2 separate regions of the Triticum aestivum genome follow, and region 1 is linked to region 2. Evidence: chromatin contacts called from public Hi-C data. All regions are on one chromosome and are shown on one strand. The core of a region is the stretch at or near the end of the contact, and the rest is flanking DNA. Distances in the headings are between cores, read along the strand shown.

What was found. A called contact is a pair of places that touch in the nucleus more often than the background predicts.
Region 1: a contact with region 2 is called in a Hi-C map of leaf, with 3 times the contacts expected there. The contact joins the promoter of LOC123128566 here to the promoter of LOC123128563 in region 2. A contact is called at or near these places in 4 of 5 Hi-C or Micro-C datasets (leaf and an unstated tissue) and 1 of 1 datasets of contacts at active chromatin or transcription factors (leaf).

What each region holds. Positions count from the first base shown.
Region 1 is chr6A:565,922,170-565,925,030 of IWGSC CS RefSeq v2.1, reverse strand. It overlaps LOC123128566 (prolyl-tRNA synthetase associated domain-containing protein 1), which reads right to left and starts at 1,457. Exons shown (of 12, transcript XM_044548602.1): 1 at 1,290-1,457; 2 at 833-892; 3 at 687-740; 4 at 538-598; 5 at 377-453. The coding sequence starts at 1,328.
Region 2 is chr6A:565,735,790-565,738,549 of IWGSC CS RefSeq v2.1, reverse strand. LOC123128563 (transcription factor TFIIIB component B'' homolog) reads right to left here and starts at 1,445. Exons shown (of 11, transcript XM_044548599.1): 1 at 233-1,445; 2 at 31-137. The coding sequence starts at 500. It overlaps LOC123129706, which reads left to right and starts at 1,553. Exons shown (of 4, transcript XM_044549764.1): 1 at 1,553-1,586; 2 at 1,669-2,252; 3 at 2,342-2,431. The coding sequence starts at 1,553.

The DNA.
Region 1 (2,861 bases), core at 208-2,707, 190 kb before region 2:
CTTTAGTATTCTAAACGCTCTTATATTAGTTTACGGAGGGAGTACTGACTAACAAATGATGTGATTTCGAGACATCTTGCTTTCTGAGCTCAACGCTATTAACTATAGAAGTAAAGTTTTTTTTTTCAAATTCTCATACTTGAAGAAAGTAAACCTCCAATGGTAAACAACATTACGGCACACACATGTTGTAACGATGGCAATTTAAACAATGAAAAGATCTTCTAAATTAAGCAAAATATTGTATCATCCCTTCTTGACAGGTTTTTCAGTGAACCTCACAAACTACCAGGGAAGTACTTATGCCACATAAGATCCAAAATTATGGAACCAAGAAGAACAGTGGTGCCTAAAACAGCATCATAAGCAGGCAGACCTGAAGCACTTGACACAAATTCTCCTCAGGAGCCATCCGCACGCCACCTTTTCCCAAACCAAGACGCTGGGACAGAACTGCTCATTTTAGAGAAAAGAGATTAATTGTCCTGATGCCCAAATAAGCTAGAAAAAACTGCAATCATCAGTAGATTCACCTACTTTTCATGTCAACTTTGGTGTCAGCAAGTGCAGAAACGATATACAACCGGTGCTTCTTGTCCTGAAACCCACAACTCATATCAATACATAAATACTCAGTCTATCAGGCTTCCTAGAATTAACCGTTCATTAGTTGCCAACAAGCATACCTTCAGAAGTAGATTCTTAGTCAACGCGCCTCCGAAATTTCCCACATGTTTGGCCTGTCATAACAGAAGTTCAGTTAGCAATCACATTACATCATATCGAACGGAAGCCATCGCAGAACCAAATACGGACTCGGTGGTTCACAAACCTGCTCCTCGACCGTCAGCACAACCGGGTGGTCGTAGCGCTTGAAATCGATCTTAAGCTCCTGCAGAAAAACAAGACAGCAAGCTTAGCCGTAGGCCCTAGCTTCGTTGTAAGTTTTGTACACTGCTAGAAACCAAGCATTGTATGTTGGAAGTCACCGGGGGACGCAGCATATCGTCGTGGTCACGCGATATAGCTAGTGGTGGATTTAAAACCCTAACCCCTTCGCTGACACCGCAAAACTAAATTTCAGCAACCAACGACGCCTTCTCGCGCCAGGATTTCTAACCCAGCTAGCTTCCGCACTAAATCTGTATCGACTGCAGCACCTCGTCGGCGCTACAGCCAGGGGCGGCAGGCAGGGGGAACGAGGCCCAGTCCAGCCGATCTCCGCGACCGGGAGGTGGCTACGCAGGGGAGGGGCAACCGGAGAAGGAAGGGAGCGAGAGAGCACGGACCTCGAGGCGCGCGAGGAGCTCGTCCTTGGTGCGACCCATGGCTGGCGGCGGCGGCGGCTGCGAGGCGAGCAGGGAAAGCCGGGACTGCTAGAGCTGGGAGCGTGTCGGATGCGCATGCGGATGCGCGGATGCTATGGGCGACGCGGGTCGGGTGCGGGCAGCGCATACGGTCGGGACCCGAACCGCAATCCATACACTTTTTTGGAAAATTTATCGTCTCTTTCTTTTTTTACTGTACTACCTTGCTCTCCACATCGTGTGTCCGACGGATGCTCCAATTAATAATTAATCTCGTGTGATAACCAGCTGTTTTACATGACAGCGAGGGAGCTCCGTTCTGTTGCTTTTGACTGGGAACCCTACTCGATGGTGACCGCAGCATCGATCTCAGCTCACATGGATTCAGTTAACAGTTCAACTCTCGCGGGAATCAGGGGAATTACCCCGTAGATTAGGTTTTCATGGCATTTAAGAAAGGAAACTGTTTGGGGACGGTGCACCGGCCGAACATTGGGTCGGACGCATCCACGCACGCTTCGCCTCAGTAATACACCAAACGACACGTATGAAACGGGGCCACTCTCGCAGCCTTCAACCTTGTGCGGATCTCGCCCCCATGACGCCGCATCTCTACCCGTCTCCTCCTTCAACGCGGATCTCCTCCATTGCAGCGCGTGGAGCAGCTCGCCGTCGCCCATGGATGTAGGTTGCGGCCCCGCTCGTCTTCGCACCTCCTTTTTCTTCCTTCTCCCTCTCTTCCTTCTCCTCCGCCTCCTCTCTCCCTTTTTTGATGCAACCGGCGACAGGCCAAACGACAGGAGGACCGAGGTGCCTGTGCTACAACCATGGCGACCCAGAGGAGCTGCAACCGCGGCACTGGAAAAAGTTGCAAACGGCGTTTTCCTGTGCTACAACCATGGACACAAAAAGCTACGTCCAGTAGATAAAAAAGCTTCAACCAGACAACGGAATATAGGAAAAGTTACAACCGTTTTGCAAAAAAGCTTCAACCTGTAGATGAAAAAGCTTCAACCAGAGATTGAGAAATCTTCCTCGACGATGGCTATGACGTCTCTCCATTTTTTTGCTACAACTGCAGAGTTAAAAGCTGCAACCCCGGCGATGTAGAATGCTTAAACCGGCCTTGCAAAAAGCTTCAACGGCGAGCTACGACGAGCGGCTACGGCGGAGCTGCATCGTCATCGCCGTCGCAGGGGTCACAGGTAAGACATGAAGTTTGAAGCTTTTTTCACTGCCGGTTGTAGCTTTTTGTAACCGTTGTTTGAAGCTTTTTGTTGACATCCATGACTTTCGTCGTCTACGGTTGAAACTTTTTCCATCGACGAACGAAGCTTTTTTGCTCGTCAGATGAAGCTTTTTTTTGTCACCGGTTGCAACATTTCGTGGTCGTCCATTGCTTTCGTCGTATACCGGTTGAAACTTTTTTCATCGTCGACTGAAGCTTTTTTTGTTACCGGCTGTAGCTTTTTGGTAGCCGATTGCAGCACTAGGCATCTCTCCAGACGCTCAATTTTCGCCAGAAACTGGGCAAGAGAGCTACGGCAGGCAAAC
Region 2 (2,760 bases), core at 196-2,695:
AACCACCAGCTGCGTCTCAACCCAGCTCACCTTAATACGCTCTCTGGCCTCTTGTAACAATCTGAGATGCATCACACTTAGCTTCATGTGTGCTATCTCATGATCAGGTTTTTCCAGTAAAGTTTTGACTTCTGAAACTACAAAGGCCAAAAATACAAAAGATAATAAGAGCTCATATCATGTACAATCGATGCTTGGATATCTGGGCGCCGTTGTTATTTTAGCCAGATACCTTTTGTTCTTTTTTGACGAATTCTGTGAGTAAGCTTCTTGTCAGTCCGTTCTGTCAATTTATCTTTCATGGCTCTCTTACGACCAGGTGATGATACTTCACTTTTATTTTTCTGCTGCTTCTTCTCAGGCAGTTCTGATCTGTTGGAAATCCTTCGAAACATGCGAGAGTGATTAGAGAAATTTGCCAAACTAACCCATACCAAAAAGGCCATGCTGGAGGAGAAGCAAGCAATAATGTAGTGGTGGCTGCTCGTGGGGCACCACATGCAAGCTCCTGGTTTTTCACTGGGGCAAATATTGAGCTATCTACTTTAGACACAATTAGTTTTCTAACTATTCGTATCTGGCAATTGAGGACAGTGCCCTACTTAATATTTGAGCTGAACAATACACCACTATGCCCTTCAATATTAAGAAAAGTATCTTCAGAAACAATATTTTCCCTTCAATATTTGGCCTTCGTAAATTAAAAACCAACCATAGATTTAGCACAACAATGTGTGGGGCCAATTCTAGTTATATTGAGGTCAAATTCCAGATATATATTTGTCACAAACTACTTACTAACACAAAAGGTCAATACTATCTTCTATGAGAGCCTCCATGAGAGAGCAGCCCATGCTCCTCCTCACTGCTACTCCAGCTACCGTGTGGAAATAACATCAAAGTACTATCCTTGCATCAATAGCACCACCAGCCGGTTCCGACTAGCCGCTTTCTTTTCCATTTATTTGTGGCTCATGGGTGCTCTAATCCCTTTCTATGTAACTAAACATTATTTACTTCTCCTCTGAAATGCATTGGCAGTACAACTGCCTGCCCCCTCAAAGAAAAACAAACCAAGTGATCCATCCTTCCAAGTCCTCAGATACTATTTGAAATCTAGTATAGAACAACCAAATCATTCGATAGTTCTCGGGTTCTACTATAAAAGAAAAGGATGGAAATTCTGATTATTAACCCATCCAAAAGAAGAACATGTGGCACCCAAAATTAGAAATGCAGACAGCGTGCTCTTCACTGCACCTATCTTCACGCCATCCTATTATGAACCTAAATTTGCGTGCATACAGAGAGAAAGTAAATCTAACCAGGGAACATAATCCATCCACCACATCGACTAAATTAGCATGCTGCCGAAGCCCAGCATCGGAGCCACTTCCACACTATTCCTAGTTCCATTTCATCCATGTGTATACGAGTCAGGAAAACGCGAGCAGAAACTTACCAGATCGAATATCAGGAAACATAAGTAGATTGCAACCAAATCTGCACCCGTGACGCAAGGACGGCGGCGGCCAGTGAGTGGCGCTAAAGCATGCCGGGAAACCAGCAGATGGGAGAGGGAAGCAGTTGAGGGAGCGACGTGGGGGCGGGGCCGCTCGACCGAGGAGTAACCTAGGCGGGTGAGGAGAGATGAACGCGACGCGGGAGGGGAGGTGGGGCGCCGCAGGGGCGGTCGTACCGGCGGCGCGCGGAGGGGGAGCCGCGGCGGCGAGCGGAAGAGAAAGTGGTGGCTACGGCGTCGTCTGGAGCAGCGACGCTTCTGGCCCGTCGCAAAAAGTAGCTCCATAAGGCCTCTGGCCCATCATCATGGTCATCTGCAGTGGGCCATTAACCGGTCACTTGCGGCCGCGGCCCGTGCCGCCGTGCGCCTCATCCGCGCCCCCTCCTCCTCGTCGTCGTCAGTCAGCGACGGACCGAGCCGCCGAGCACCCACCCCAGCGAGCCTGCCCACCCGAACGATAACCGGCATGGCGGCGGCGCTATCCGCGCTGCTCCCGCGCGCCGCGGCGGTCCGCATGGTGGCGCCGCGCGCCCGCCCTGCCGCCGCCGCCGCGTCCCGCCTCCTCTGCGCCGCGGCGGCGGGGGAGGCGTCGAGCTCGCCCGCAGCGCCGCGGAGGCTGGTGCTCTACACCAAGCCCGGGTGCTGCCTCTGCGACGGCCTCAAGGAGAAGCTCCACGCCGCCGTCCTGCTCGCCGGCACCCCCTACTCCCTCGCCTCCCTCGAGCTCCAGGCAAGCAAAGCCAGAACCACTTCGTAATCTCTTTCTCGTGCGGAGATGGATGGATGCTTACTTTGGGGATGCTGGACTGATTCGATCAGGAGAGGGACATCACGACGAACCCGGAGTGGGAGCGGCTGTACCAGTACGAGATCCCGGTGCTGGCCAAGGTGCTCCCCGACGGCACCGAGGTACCCATTGATCCGCTCGCGACTTACCCTTTCTGCCATGTTTTCAGCTACGCAATGCAAGCTTGCACAGAGCCAAATTATGATACCAGTATCCAACATGTGGCTATATCAATGTCTCAATTCGATGAACGAAAGCAGACAGAGGTTATGCTTCGCTGGTTCACTGTAGTTGGTATAATCGCCACAAATAATAAAATCATAGCTTCGTTGTTCGATGAAGAACTATTAATCATATCAGGATATGTTTGGCCAGCACAAACTTGATAGAGGCTTACCACGCATTTGTGCCTCGACGTGCACGCGCTTATAATAAGATCACTCCAGACAAA